Linked DNA regions of Mus musculus: all the other regions are linked to region 2. Evidence: chromatin contacts called from public ChIA-PET and Hi-C data. All regions are on one chromosome and are shown on one strand. The core of a region is the stretch at or near the end of the contact, and the rest is flanking DNA. Distances in the headings are between cores, read along the strand shown.

Evidence for each region. A called contact is a pair of places that touch in the nucleus more often than the background predicts. ChIA-PET counts read pairs in DNA pulled down with a chosen protein or histone mark.
Region 1: a contact with region 2 is called in a Hi-C map of cerebral cortex, with 2.0 times the contacts expected there. The contact joins the enhancer-like site here to the promoter of Dcp1b in region 2. A contact is called at or near these places in 5 of 39 promoter capture datasets (the 3T3-L1 cell line, 3T3-L1-derived adipocytes, hippocampal neurons and 1 more), 6 of 484 Hi-C or Micro-C datasets (cerebellar granule neurons, cerebellum, cerebral cortex and 3 more), 4 of 115 datasets of contacts at active chromatin or transcription factors (embryonic hindbrain, embryonic stem cells, forebrain and 1 more) and 1 of 9 other capture datasets (pancreatic islet).
Region 3: an RNA polymerase II ChIA-PET map of memory CD8 T cells shows a contact between it and region 2, with 93 read pairs. The contact joins the enhancer-like site here to the promoter of Dcp1b in region 2. A contact is called at or near these places in 2 of 39 promoter capture datasets (hippocampal neurons and neural stem cells), 1 of 484 Hi-C or Micro-C datasets (embryonic stem cells), 7 of 115 datasets of contacts at active chromatin or transcription factors (the 230-238 cell line, bone marrow-derived macrophages, embryonic stem cells and 2 more) and 3 of 9 other capture datasets (adipose tissue, liver and pancreatic islet).

Annotation. Positions count from the first base shown.
Region 1 is chr6:118,923,063-118,927,484 of GRCm38.p6, reverse strand. The region is part of intron 3 of Cacna1c (calcium channel, voltage-dependent, L type, alpha 1C subunit); the gene reads left to right. Among named protein-coding and RNA genes, the nearest start is that of 4931430N09Rik, 45 kb to the right of the region's middle. Within about 2 kb of position 2,839, at least 13 of the 459 cell types and tissues checked have an H3K27ac peak or open chromatin away from gene starts, as enhancers often do. A contact at or near this core is called in cerebellar granule neurons, cerebellum, cerebral cortex and 1 more, where this site is marked.
Region 2 is chr6:119,173,975-119,178,308 of GRCm38.p6, reverse strand. It overlaps Dcp1b (decapping mRNA 1B), which reads right to left and starts at 3,056. Exons shown (of 9, transcript NM_001033379.3): 1 at 2,867-3,056. The coding sequence starts at 3,016. It also overlaps a transcript of Cacna1c not described here.
Region 3 is chr6:119,404,706-119,409,445 of GRCm38.p6, reverse strand. It overlaps a transcript of Adipor2 not described here. Among named protein-coding and RNA genes, the nearest start is that of Adipor2, 18 kb to the right of the region's middle. Within about 2 kb of position 1,300, at least 91 of the 459 cell types and tissues checked have an H3K27ac peak or open chromatin away from gene starts, as enhancers often do. A contact at or near this core is called in the 230-238 cell line, bone marrow-derived macrophages, memory CD8 T cells and 1 more, where this site is marked.

The DNA of each region.
Region 1 (4,422 bases), core at 1,590-4,089, 250 kb after region 2:
GGAAAGGCAGGGTGGTCCAGGGCCTGAACGCCAAGGAAACCGTCACCATCTTTCTGACGGCTTGTGCTGGCAGTATATAGGATCTTCTTGGACATCTCACTCCTGGCAGTTCCCTCCCCCAGGTGGCTTGACCCAGTTCTAGGAGAGGCTGTGTTCTGGGGCTTCAGTGAAATACCTAAAGCGAGACTTCCACTGTCTTCCCAGCCCCCAGCTTCCTTCTCGCTCTTCTGTTTGGAACTCTTGGGTGTCATTATTTCTGCTCGTTTCTTGACCTGTTGCTTGTGTGTGCCTTCCAGGCAGGCCTTTTGCTGGAGGATGAGAAGTATGAACTTTGGAGTCCCAAGAATACCACAGTGGGGGAGAAGGGGTCAGTCTTTTCCCACTGGGGCTGGGGTGTGGCTTTGAAACTGCGCCGTGTTTCAGGATTTCGTGTGTTTAAACCATCACCTTTTAGGGCTCCAGCTGCCTCCTTTTATAACCAGAAGGCAGAGGCCTGCAGAGGTCTTCAGTGTCTGGGCTCTAGCTTAAGCTAACATCTCGATGAATCCCTGCTGAAGGCTAGAGTAAGAATGACCATTTACCAAGAGCTGGGCCCTTGACATTTGTACTTAGCCATTTCTGGTTTTGCATGTCCTTTGTCACCACAGAAAGCCTTGGCACCAGGCTAGCCTGTCTGCCTTTGCCTTTAGAACTGGAGTCAAAGCTCACCTAGACCAGCAGGATTGGCTGGCTGTTTGCATGGGGATGGAGCACAAAATAGGAACCTCCTGCTCTTTGGTAAAGGTCAGGGGATGCCCTGCGTTCTGGTATTAATGGAAGAGAATTCTTTTGAGTGAATCGAACAGATGAGAAGATGCCAGAAGCAGGATGGCAGATAAGAAGGACCCCTGTGAGCCTTCATCAGTGATGGGAGGCTGTTGACACAGCAGTCTCTCTGGCTTCGAGGTGGATTTTCTCAGAGTGGCCAGAATCGGGTGTCACAGTCTTTGACCTATGAGCTCCCTAGCAGGTGGCGGGTGGCAAGTGCACAGAAGAGTTACCTAACTCTCAAAATCCACAGAGCAGCTCTTTTCTGAAAGCATTGCCCAGGGGTGGTCTTGATTTCTTTGTTGTGCTTTCTTTCACTAAAGGACTAAAGGACGGGACAGCGGATAGTGTATTGCTGCTCAGTTCCTTAAGAATGTACTGTGGCTAGCATTTGCCAACAAATGTTGATAGTGAATTTCCCTTATACCTCTGTCCTAAGGGCTTGACAATCCCAGTGGGACATTAAGCAGATTTAAAATTCTTGTTTTCTGGGGAGAAAATTCAAAGTTGTGGGGGGCGGGGTCAGGGTCATATAAGCAATTTGAATGCTGTATGGTTGACCAGTATACAAAGGAGACACCAGGATACAGATGCAGGGAGTGCTACAGGAGCCTCCCCCATCCCCCCACCCCCTCCGTGGCAGCCCTCCTGCCTCAGCTGGGGACACAGGTGTGGACACTATTGGTGGCTTGATTTCCTGGTTCTTTTTACTCCTTTCTCCCTTCTTCCCCAGGAATGCTCTAGGGTGGGGAGAATCTGAGAATGGATCCCCTTCTCGCTTGGCTTCTTCAGGGGAGAGAAAGAGCCAAGAACCGAGTCAACCTCTTACATTAGGACTGCGATCCAAACATCTGTGCTTTCACGGTTGTCTCTGAGGTAGTTCTGTGCAGAATACACTTCCACAGAAACTTTGCACTAGAAATGAATGTGACTTGTTTGTCCCTGGGATTTAGGAAGATTGAGTCCACAGAGCCAGCACCCTGAGTGGTTGCTTTGTCCCCTATGGTCCCCCTTTGGTCTTACCATGAAAAGCTTGGTAATTCAATGGCCAGGTGCTATTGACAGCGACCCTGTGGGATTTTTTTTTTACATTAATATTTCTGATCTGTGGTCAGGCCCTATAACCATCCAGGCTCTTTAAACAAGAATTACCAGACCCTCTGTCTGATTTGGACCATCTGGCTTCGGGTCACCTGTAGCGTTCATTGGCCACAGGTTCTTGGTGGCTCTGGGCATAGCTGGATAGTCCGCGTTTCTAACCAGCTTGTGATCAGGCCGAGCGGCTGGACTCAGATCACACTGCTTGACTAAGTTGGACTCTCCACAGACATGACCTGGGCATCAAGAATCTCTTTAAATTCCCCTGTGACTCCAGTGACCACCTGTTGCTAAAAAACCATTTCAAATCACCAACTGATCACCTCGTCTGGTATGCATTCTGTGGTCTTGTTGTTCAGGGTCTGTGTTGTGAGTGACAGGACCTCTAGAAGTTCCATTGCTCATGAGAGACCAATGGGAAGAATTAGGATGTCTATGAATTGAGTTTCTTTGATTAAGTATGCACCCAATGTGTCCCCTATGGGAAGAGAAGTCCTGGATAGTGGGCAGAGTGATCATGAGCCAAAACAAGAACTAGCTTGCTCTCTTGTTGTGCTTGGTGGCAGACAGACTAGAGGAAGGTTATGTGCATCTGAAATAAGAGCTCTCAGCGGTCAGCAAGTGGTACCTCTCCAGGAGAATGTGTCAGGCCATTGTACCTAGTGGTCATCCTGAGTTTTCTTGACTGCCTAGCGATGGCGTAGCTGGAGGCAGGAAGCCAGCTACCTCCAGAAGCAACATTAGAGTTATCAGAAACTCAGTTTTTAAATGAAAAGCTACAGGTCAGGCATAGAGAAGAACTAAAATATCTAATAAGTGTGTGCTCGCCTCAACCGTGTTTCTCCGAGTGTATTTAGACCTATACTGAGTATGTGCAATGTGCCTGCAGTGCTGGGCAGTGAGTCCCTGTCATTAGGGAGACATCTGTGCTCACAGAGGCTGCTGACCTGGCCATGTGGGTGATGCTCCAAGGCACCGGAGTCCGTGAGATAACGTCTTTAGGATCCTGAGTGGTTAGCCGAGATACTGTTTACAAAGGAGCAGCTCTTCTCTTTTGATACTCTGTGCTCATACCGAGCCCAAGCGACTCTTGACCGGTAAGAGGACATTTGTGTCGAGGCATATAGAATCACTAAACGCTTGCCTTTAGAGGTCACCCAATCCAGGCCATTTGCTCTGAGCAAGAAGATACCAAATCTACACAGGGTAAGCTATAGATGTGTGGCTATATGTGTGTGGCCCTCTGGCAGTGAAGCTGGATGCCAAGCAGCTTCCCTGAGGACCCACCCAGTCCTTCACCTTCCTTGCCACCTTCAGAGAAATGAAGCCAGCTCAGGAAACGTATCTGGGTCCTTAGGACCAGGGGCCCTCCCTCTGAAGAGTTAATGTTTTAATTGGCCCAGCAGAGCTGAAGTCTGCATGTGGGTAAGCGAGCACAGGTGGAGAAGCAGCAGCAGAAGAGAACCTTCTGGCCAGCACCTGCTACCTCAGCAGATGCCACAGCAAATGGGGACTGGGGACTGACTGTGACCAAGGGGAAGGGAGGGATTCAGTGGCATTGTCCTCTGGGTCCTCTATGGGCAGCAGGGCAGATGTATACTTTTAGAGAGGGATGGGCTGACTTTTTCTGCAAACCCCATGATGGGGCATTCCCTGGGGAAGCCATGGGTCAAATACCCTAAGAGAAAAGGCTGGTGGGGGATAGAGAAATGGCTTTGCAACAAAGAAATGAGCTGGGCTGAGAAGTTTCCCCACCTAACTACCCAGACCTGGGAAGGTGACCGCAAGGCAGGGTGAGATGCCATGGAAGCTCTGGTGGGAGTTTGGTCAGTTGGGCTGTCCGTGGGGAGTGGCCAGAGGAGCTTGTGTGCCTGACTTTATTAAGGAGACCGGCTCAGGGCTGTGCTCCCAGGGCCCCTCCTGCATAACTCGGGGTTCCTCTGCCTAGTGTCACGAGGAATGAGAAAAGCCGAGAACTTGAAGCAGTGTGTAGTTTTGGCCTTTTCTGGAGCAGCTGCCCCTGCTACAGGGGTCTGAGGAGAACTCCAGGACCTGGATTACAGTATGAACTGTGTGTGGCAGTTTTCTATGGGGTGCAGGCCTGCCTTGCCGACTCCTGTGAGAGAGCCTTCTCTGGCCTGCGTGAGTCAGGAGATTCATGAAATAAAGGGGTCTATAGACTGGATTTAAGGCCCCTTGGTTTGACCAGTTGCCAACCATGCGCACGAGACTTTTAAGCAAGGGAATCCCACCTCCTCTGCGTTATGAGGTAGTACTGAGTGTTATCACAGAGTGGGTTCACAGACTGTGCAGTAGCTGAAGCACCTAGGAATGTGTCTTGTCCAAGAGGCTCTTAGATGGTAGCCATTATGAAAACAAGAATACTTTGTTTGAAGAAAAAAAAAAGTAAAATGGAAGTTATTTATGAGGGGTCTCAACGTGGAACCGGACAGGGAATTTTCAAAGAGCCCTTGGCTCCCCTTGTAGCCCACACATAGAACTTGCCAGCACCACCTA
Region 2 (4,334 bases), core at 1,807-4,306:
TACAAATTAGTGGATTTAAGGTATAGCAATTAGTCTCCTCAGATCCTTTAAGTAAGGCAGACTTAAATTTGTTAAGTTCAGCTCTGGAGTGTTCTGAAAATAAAGGTAACACACACACACATACACACACACATATATACACACAGAATTGTTTGCTATTCAAAATAATGAAGCGCATAAATAATGCTGTTTCATAAATTATGGGAAGTAAATACATTGACACATCTGGGACAACTGAAATCAATCTCAACTTTACTGAATATTCTAAGTTAAAATAATCAAAAGTGGGCCCACTTCATCTTTCTGAAGCCGTCTCTCTCCGTCATGTATGCAGCAGCAAAGCCATCATACTGTAACTGATTCACAGAAAATTCAGGATTGTGACCTGAAAATAAGGGGCACTTGTGGTTCTAAGACACGCCTCCAGCTTCGCATTGTGCATATTTTAGACTAACTATATAATGCCTGCTCACTGCACGGCATTTGGCGACACCTCTGCTTCTACTCTGCAGATGCCACCAACACCTTCATCCTCAAAGTTTCCTGATATTGCCAATCGTCACCGGGGTGTGTGTGTGTGTGGAGGGGGGTGCGGGGAATCAAATCCAGCTGAGAACAAATGGTCTGACCAGCTGTAGACTTCATCGACACATTGGGTATTTTGGGGAAGGATTCGTTCCTGGCAGAGAGGAGTAAATTTAGTTCTAAAATTCCTATTCTAGTCATGGCAGAACTATCTTAATCCTTTGTGTGAGTATACGTGTGTTCTGGGGATTAAACTAGGGCTGTGCACACACTGAGCACAGGCTCCACATGCTAATCACATGAGGCTCCACATGCTAATCACATGCTCTACCACTTCACTGATCCCCGGTCCCTTGACCCTCACTCTCTGTGCATTCCTCCTTCTTCCTCTCAACACCCGACGTCGACTTCCAATGTGATAAGGACTCCCTGCCTGTACCTCACCCGTCTTCGTGCCAATCCCTTCCCTTTCATTTTTAAGGATATTTTTATACTTATTAGGTTTACACTGGAAAGGCTTTCATCCGGAGACCTGAGTGATACAGCACGGGGAAACAGCAGTGATGACTTGATTGCCCCCAGAGACTGCTCTATTGTTGAACTAAGTCTCTCTCCTTTGCCAGGCAACCACAGCCTAGGAGATCAGGGCTTTGAAAAGAAATGACCTTTTACTGAGTGAATTATATCCTGTCTGAAGAAAACAAGTCGAGGAAGCAGGAAAACAAAACTCCTGTAAATAATGCAATGTGACACTGGCCTTCACTGGGCGTTTGGTCCACCTCTGTAGGGATTTAAAACGGTTTCTGCCACACAGGACTGTGAAGAGGCGTTAGGAAAACTGCTACCGAGGGGTGGGAATGGTGCACTGTACATTTCAACGGCTTCTGATCTTCTAGCCTGAGCCTCCTGCCGAGTCAACTTACCCCACTAACTCTTACTGGGTCCTACTCCATGTATACTAACTGAATTACCTCCATAATATTAGGTGTGGATTGGCAGGCAGAGGCCAGTCCAGGCAGAGGGCATGCAACTAATAGGTTGCAACCCCTTTGGCATACGTCTATCTCCAAACATAATTGCATTACAATAAGAAGAGTAGCAAAATTACAGTTAAGAAGTAGCAACGAAAATAATTTTATGTTAGGGGTCACCACAACAGGAGGAACTGTATTAAAGAGTCCCAGCATTTGGAAGGCTGAGAAACATTGACCTAGAGAAGTGAAGCACGTTTATGTACAGTATCTTCACATAAATAGAGAAACATTTCAGTGGGGAAACTCCCTTTACTTATATAGGCCCATAGTGTAATTTCCTCTGGTGTCCAAGAAAGACAGCCTCAATTAATCAAACTAGGGATATTCAGAACAATGGATCTCTGCAGATTTCCCCTTCAGGTTTGGCTCTTAGGAGAACAGACATGAATTCTTTGCCTCACTTCAGTTAAGAACTCGGACAAAACTATCGGAAAAGATTCCCGGCCCTGTTTCAGGGGTGTTGGGGATGAAGCAGGTGCCTGCCCCAAGCTCCACGTCCAAGAACTTTCTTCATTCTTTTGTGTGCATGGTTTTTGGGTCGTTCTTATTACAGCCTACTTAATCATAAATCTGCTCAAAAATGAAAGTTTTCTTTGCATAAATCTTGATGTTTGTTTCAGTCTTGGCGAACACACCGGGGGAAAAAAATTGAAAATTTGCAAGGTGTTTTCCATACACCCAATGAACCTTATTAAAAGCATTGGTTATATACTGATGAATATTTGGACAAAAGTCACAAAAGAGGAGGAAATGACACTTTTATATATTCAAAGGGATGGTTTATAAATGATAAGAACCAATGCCTAGGCCAGAACTAATTGGTCTCCCGTTGCAATTCCAGTCTAGTTGTGTGGAAAACTAAACTTCATCCAGTTACTGTAGGCTGGGACTCGGTCTTGTTGGAAATGGACTGAAATGGTTAGGTTACCAACCCTGGCCTCCTACATCCAAGTCTGGGGTGTCCCACCCATGTCCATTTCCTCTTTATTCTCCCACGCTTGCTCTTAGGTGGGTGCCTGCCCTGCATTTCGCACTCCGGCTGCTCCTCCTCCGCGAGGCTGGACTTATCTAAGTTTGGGGCTTCCGGGCTGCCCTCCGCTGCCGGAGAGCTTCTGTCTTCTGATCTCAAAGCCCGTGGCCCGCACTCAGCGGAGCCGGCCACACCTTCTGTGTCCCTCGTCCCCCACCTGCTGGTGGACCCGCGGGTCGCCCTCCACCAGGACCGGCCCCCGCCCGCCTAGCCGTGCCCAGCATCTCCCGCCCTGTCCGCGCCCCGCCTTCCGCACGGCCGCGGCGTCCGCACGCACCCACTCGTTGGCCCGATGGCCGAAAGTGTACAGAGCCACCTGGCTGGCCACGTCCACGATGCGACTGATGTAGGGGTCGTGGCGCCGCAGGGCTGCCAGGCTGATATCGTGTCCCTTCCCAGGCAGGCCACCTGCCGCCGCGGCCGCCATCTTCCCACCCACCCTCCTGCCCAGCCTTCAGGAAGCCCCCTCAATCGACCGCCGAGCGAGCGAGCGAGCGCGGCGGGGCGACCTTCCGGCATTTGGGGACCCGGGCTAGGCTTCGCTAATCGATGGCCGGGTCCTCTCGCGGAGGATCGTCGCCTTGGCAACAGGAAGCTCAGCCCTGCTCAAGGAAGCCCGTTTTATCTATTTCTTTCTTCAGGAGCCTCTGAGCTGTGCCCATTTCCTTCTTGAATACGGCCCACGCCTTTGCAGAGCTCTTCTTTGGCTCTTCGATGACCAATCAAACATAGTCACTCCAAAAAGAACTCTGAGAATTCTTAAATGGGGCTCCCCAATATCCGTGAGGGATTTCCTGAGTGCCTCAGAGGCCTGCAAGGTTATGATTGTCCATGACAATTCTGAGACTTGCATGATGTGTGCAAAAGGACGACTGCACCGGTAAAGAACCAAGGGAGGCCCCAAACTGCACCACTAGCCGGTGTATTCTTGCCGCTGTGCATTATTCTCTGGAAAACTTGTCTGAGCAGCTGAAGCCAGGCGTCCCTTGGTCAAAGTACTAAATTAAAAAAAAAAAAAACAATCTTTGGGTATATTTTTTAAATTAATGTGGGGGAAAAATTAGAAAGAATGGATAACGCAGAGCTGTTGCACGCCATATTTGCCTCTAGGCAAATATGTTCTGCACTTGAGATGGGCTGAATTTGTGGTTTTATTGTAGGTTTTGCTGGGGTTGGAGGGCTTGTTTCTCGAGACAGAGTCTATGGCAGGTTTCAGTCTTTGCTCCTCCTGCCTTGGGGTCTTAAGTGCTAGGACTACTGGGGTGTGCCACCACCCAGCCCAGGGGTTTAATTTTACTTCCACAGAGCATCAGTTTAACATGAAAGAAAGATGAACAAACTTATGGCTATTCAGATAGATTCTGGACAGGCTTTTTCAAAACTAAGATTTTCCTGTTTCTTTCAAGAAATCAAGGGGTAGGTATTGTTGCTAATGATAATTTTTTAGGTTAATTTTTAAAAAAATGGGCCATGAGCTTGACTGTCTCAATACTTAAGTCTCTTCAGATGAGACCTGTGGTGCTATCAATGAGTACACTTCTAAAAGATTATACTCTAATGGGAACTGTCAACATTTGAAAGATATAGCTCCCTTAGCCCGGTCATTCAATGATTTTCAGATAATAAAATGGTGTCACAAACTCACATACAGGTAGGAGATCCATTCAAGGCGAATGTGGATCAGTGGATTTCAGTGTCCCACAAAGTATGAAAGGGTGATAGGACTTCAAGAAACTGCACTTTGT
Region 3 (4,740 bases), core at 51-2,550, 230 kb before region 2:
GGAAGCAAGCAAGGAAGGGGAAGAGGAAGAGGAAGAGGAAGGGGAAGGAAAGGAAAGAGCCTAGTCTAGCTGTGTGTGGTATCCCACATTTATAATCCCAACACTCTGGAGAAAGAGCTACTTGGATCTCTATAAAGTCAAGGCCAGTCTATACTATAAAGGGAATTCTTGCCAGCCAGTGCTACATAAGCAATACCTTGTCTCAAAAAAAAAAAAAAAAAAAAAAAAGAGTTACCTAAGGCTATAGAGACAGCTCAGTAGTTAGGAGCACTGGCTTCTCTTCCAGAAGGCCTAGGTTTGGTTGCCAGTACTTAAGTGGTGGCCAACAACCATCTGTAATTCCAGTTTCAAAAAAAAAAAAAATCCAGTCTGTTTTGGTTTTTGTCTAAGGACACCTTTTACTTCACTTGTATTTTATCTGACTGGCAAGCAGGGGACTAACTTGGAAAAGAGGAATGGCGAGAGGCAGGCTACTGTACGAACAGGCTACCACTAGGCTCCTTCCTGTGTTCGTATATGTTATTTTATTTTATTCCTTTCAGATAAACTGTAATGGGTTGTGTGTCACAAGCAGTTGCTGAGATACAACCTCCCACAAACCACAGACCTTCCCTGGGTCTTGTTCCTTGTGGTGAGAATCACAAGCTCTCCCTGGTTACCAAAACTCAGCCAGTGGTGACAGTGGGTTTCTTCCTTTCTGAAAGCACGGCAGGGGTTAGGACAAAGGCTTGAGTGTGTGAGTGCTCGCGTGCGCGCGCGCACACACACACACACACACACACACACACACACTCCCCTTTATAGGTAGTCAAGATTACAGGTTCAAGGAAGGCAAGCTGCCTATTTGACCTGGTGAAGCTGTAGTCAGTTCTGAGAGCACTGCAGTTTTAGAATAGCCTCTACCTAACCAGTGAGGCAAGGAATTAAAATCCCCAAACCCGACACTCACCGAGGTAGGAATTTTGCCATTAGTTTCATGTCAGTGTAGCCTATAGTTTGAGACCCCCCCCAAAAAAAAAACCTGAAAAAAGGGGGTGGAGGTGTAGACTTCTTGTGGAGTGTTTGCCTAGCCTTGGGTTCAGCACCCAGTATCACATAAATAACGGGGTATGTAACCCTGAACATCCCAGTACTTGGGAGGCAGAAGCAGCAGGACTCAATGGCACAGTGAGTTCTGGGGTGGGGGTGGGGTGAGGAGGGGCTGAGGGTGGAACCTGGGCGTTTCAGGTCCCCTGGACTCCTTACTTTGGGGCAGGAAGTCTTCACCATGGCAGAGCTATGTCAACCCTTCCTCTTCTGCGGGCTTGATTGTAACAGAGGCCGTTTCTGTTCTCACTGTACACAGTTGAATATTGAATGTCGAGTGTCTTCCCAGAGGCTTGTATTTAGCTGAGACTTTGCCCCTAGAGAGTGGTTCTATTGGGAATATTGGGACCTTTAGGAGGTGGGGACGAGTGGGAGGGTCACTGGGAGTGTACTCAAAGAGGATATTGTAGGATTCCAGCCTTTCTATTCACTGAGTTCGTGAAACATTTTTATTGCCCCCCCCCCCCCCCCGCCTTCTTTTGAGCCAGGATTTTACTGCCTGTCCCTGGCTGGTCTGGGATTTGCTGTTGACCTTAAACTTACAGAAATTTCTTCTTCCTTTGCTTCTGAGTACTGAGATTAAATCATGTACTACAATGCTTAGCTACGCACCCGGACTCTGACCCCAAATCTTTTCAAGTTTGAGTAATTTACTCAAATGATTCAGAAATCTTGGAGTCAGAGTCCCTGTCGATGTGTTTTTTAAAATGGCAGAGGTATATAATCTGGCGGACGGGAGCATCTCCATAGCCCGTGCTGATCACTTTGTCAGTCATGGTGGCACAGCCTAGTCTACAAAGCAAGGACTAGTTAGTGAGATCCTGTCTCAAAAAAAAAAAAAAAAAAAAATTTAAAAATTCAGTTGGATCCACACAAGCGATGATCATCTTTGGGCCCTCCTGGAAAACTTGACGGAGACGAGGGTCAAGGAGCCCACACCTGGACAAAGGCTGCTTAATTATGCACAACTCTTTTGTTTGTTTGTTTTGGTTTTCGAGACAGGGTTTCTCTGTGTAGCCCTGGCTGTCCTGGAACTCACTTTGTAGACCAGGCTGACCTTGAACTCAGAAATCCGCCTGCTTCTGCCTCCTGAGTGCTGGGATTAAAGGCATGCGCCACCACAATTATGCACAACTCTTGCCTTCTTGTGAGAGTCCCCAGAGCCCAAGTCGGTGCCTAAAGATGGTCTTGGTCTGTCCACTAGACCCTTTGTTTAGTCCCTTTCCCAGTGTGGCCACATTGAATAAATCTCCTCTCTCAGGTTTTTTCAAAGTATTATTTTTATTCTCTGTGTATGAATGTGTTGCCTGCATGTATGCATGCCAGTGCCTACAGAGGCTAAAGTTACAGTTCTGAGCACCTCTCCAGCTCCCTCTGTTTGCTCCTTTTTTCTTCCTGGAGCTCACAGAGATCCTCCTGTCTCCACCTTCTGAGTGCTGGGATTGACTCTTCTTGCTTTTTGAGGCAGGGTCTCATGTAGTCCTGACTTTTCTCAAACTCCATATGTAGCCAAAGATGACCTTGAACTTCAGCTCTTCTGTCTCTTCCTCCTTCTTCCTCCTGGGTGCTGGGATCTCAGGCGTGTATGCCACCAAGCCAAGCTGTTTGTGTCGTGCGCGGGGGATCAAGTGTCTTTGTAGCTTTAGCACTGGGAAATGTGAGCCCTTCACCCGTCCCACTTTCTCAAGACTGTTTTGGCCAGTCCCTATCCATTCTCATTGGACTTTTAGTATCAGTTTGTTAATTTACGCCAGCAAAGGCACGTGTGCAGGTAGGTGTGCCTGCCTGTGCCTTAGTGGACACCAGCAGATGTCAAGCATCCTTCTCCGTCACTTTCCATCTTAACTCCTTGAGAAGGGCTCTCACTGAATCTGCAGCAAGCCTCACTCAACTCATCCTCCTGTTTCCTCTCCACAGCACTGTTGTTTCAGGTGTACCTGAAAACCATGTGGATTTTCTTCATGGGTGCTGGGGATTTGAACTCGGGTCCTTATGCTTGTGCAGCCAAGTGTTCCTACCCACTAAGCTGTGTTGTCAGCCCAAATCATTACTGTCCTGAACTCACTAGGAAGCCAAGGATGATCCCGAGTTTCTGTTCCTTCTGCTTCTACCTCTTGAATGCTAGGGTTCCAGGTACGTGCTACTCTGCTTGCTTTATGTGGTGCTGGAAATGGAACCGGGCTTTTGTCTATACTCGGTAAACACTCTCCTGACTGGATCATAGCGCTAGTCTGTAAATCTTTAATTTATACTGAAATACTCACTGAAATATCTAGCCTCTGCAAGGCCCTGTGCCTTGTCTGACGTGGCGATGTTATAGCATCCGCACCAGCTCATGCCTGACCTAGAGCACGCAGTCTCAACATAAAGAACAGCAATCAAATGAATAAAATGTGCTCAGGTGAGAAAGAGATAGCACTACTCTCGGGATTCATATAGCCCACTTTCTGGTCAATCCGCTCCAATTCATTCATCATTTTTCTACCTCCTCCCTCTCCCTCTCCCTTTCTCTTGGGGTAGGCTAGCCTGGACCTCATTAGGAAGCCTAGGGTGGCCTCAGACTCCTGGTGATCTTCTTGCCTCGGTCTCTGGAATTACAAGTGTGGGCCACCGGGCAGGGTTTCTGAGGGATGAACAATAGAATGAATAAGGAGAAATGAATAGCATGTCCTGGGAATTCAGTCTGTGATGCCTGTTGACAATAAATAAAAACCAGGAATTGAAACTTTAAACTGTACTTTATTCAGAGAGCTGGCAATCTGGGAGGGAAATCTGTCTTCCCCGAAGCATCTCCCCGTATCGTGTTTTACATGGAATCAGAACGAGGGCAATAAATCAGTCCAGAGTTCAGCCTCCTCTCTCTGGCCGGGCAGTTGGCCTTGCCTCTGAGATTCCACTTTTCTTTCCTAATCATGTTTGGTTGCAGAGGGTTCATGTACGCTAAAGGCACCCAGTTTTGCATTCTATCTAGATGACACCTCGTTTGAAGGTAAACCTGAAACAAACAAACCATTAGCAGAGGGCACATGTTGGGTTTCTACCAATGTACATGTTTAGATTTCCTACAAAATGAAGCATGAATGTGCTTTTACAATTCAGAACATAAAATGCTCCAATTTCTCCTCTATCAGAAGGGGTAGATAGTTGGTTTGACTGGAAGATAACACTTGGTACATGCTGAAATCAAAATAAATTTTTGGAATGACATATTAGGCACAGGTCCTTTGCAAGAGCAACAAGTACTGTTGACCACAACATGGTCAACAGCTGTTGAGCCATCTCTCCAGCCCCACTAATTTTTAACCTATATTAAGTTCAAAACCTCTTTGGAAGCGCTCAAAGTCTAAATTCCTTTAAGCTGAACTCCAAGGCCCTCCCCGATCTGTACCTAATATGACATGCCCAGCATCCACATAATAGCTTACACACATCTGTAACCCCAGTTACAAGCGACCTAACAGGCACACATGCTGCACATACGTGCAATGCAAACAAAATATTTATACACACAAAGTAAGTAAATAGATTAAAAAAAAAAGTTCGTATTAGCAGTTGTACATAGAACACGTTTGAATGGTGGAGAGCCTGATGGCAGACAGACCAACCAGGAACTTGAACTGCAGTCATTCAGAAAGGTGGTAAGGGATGGCGGTC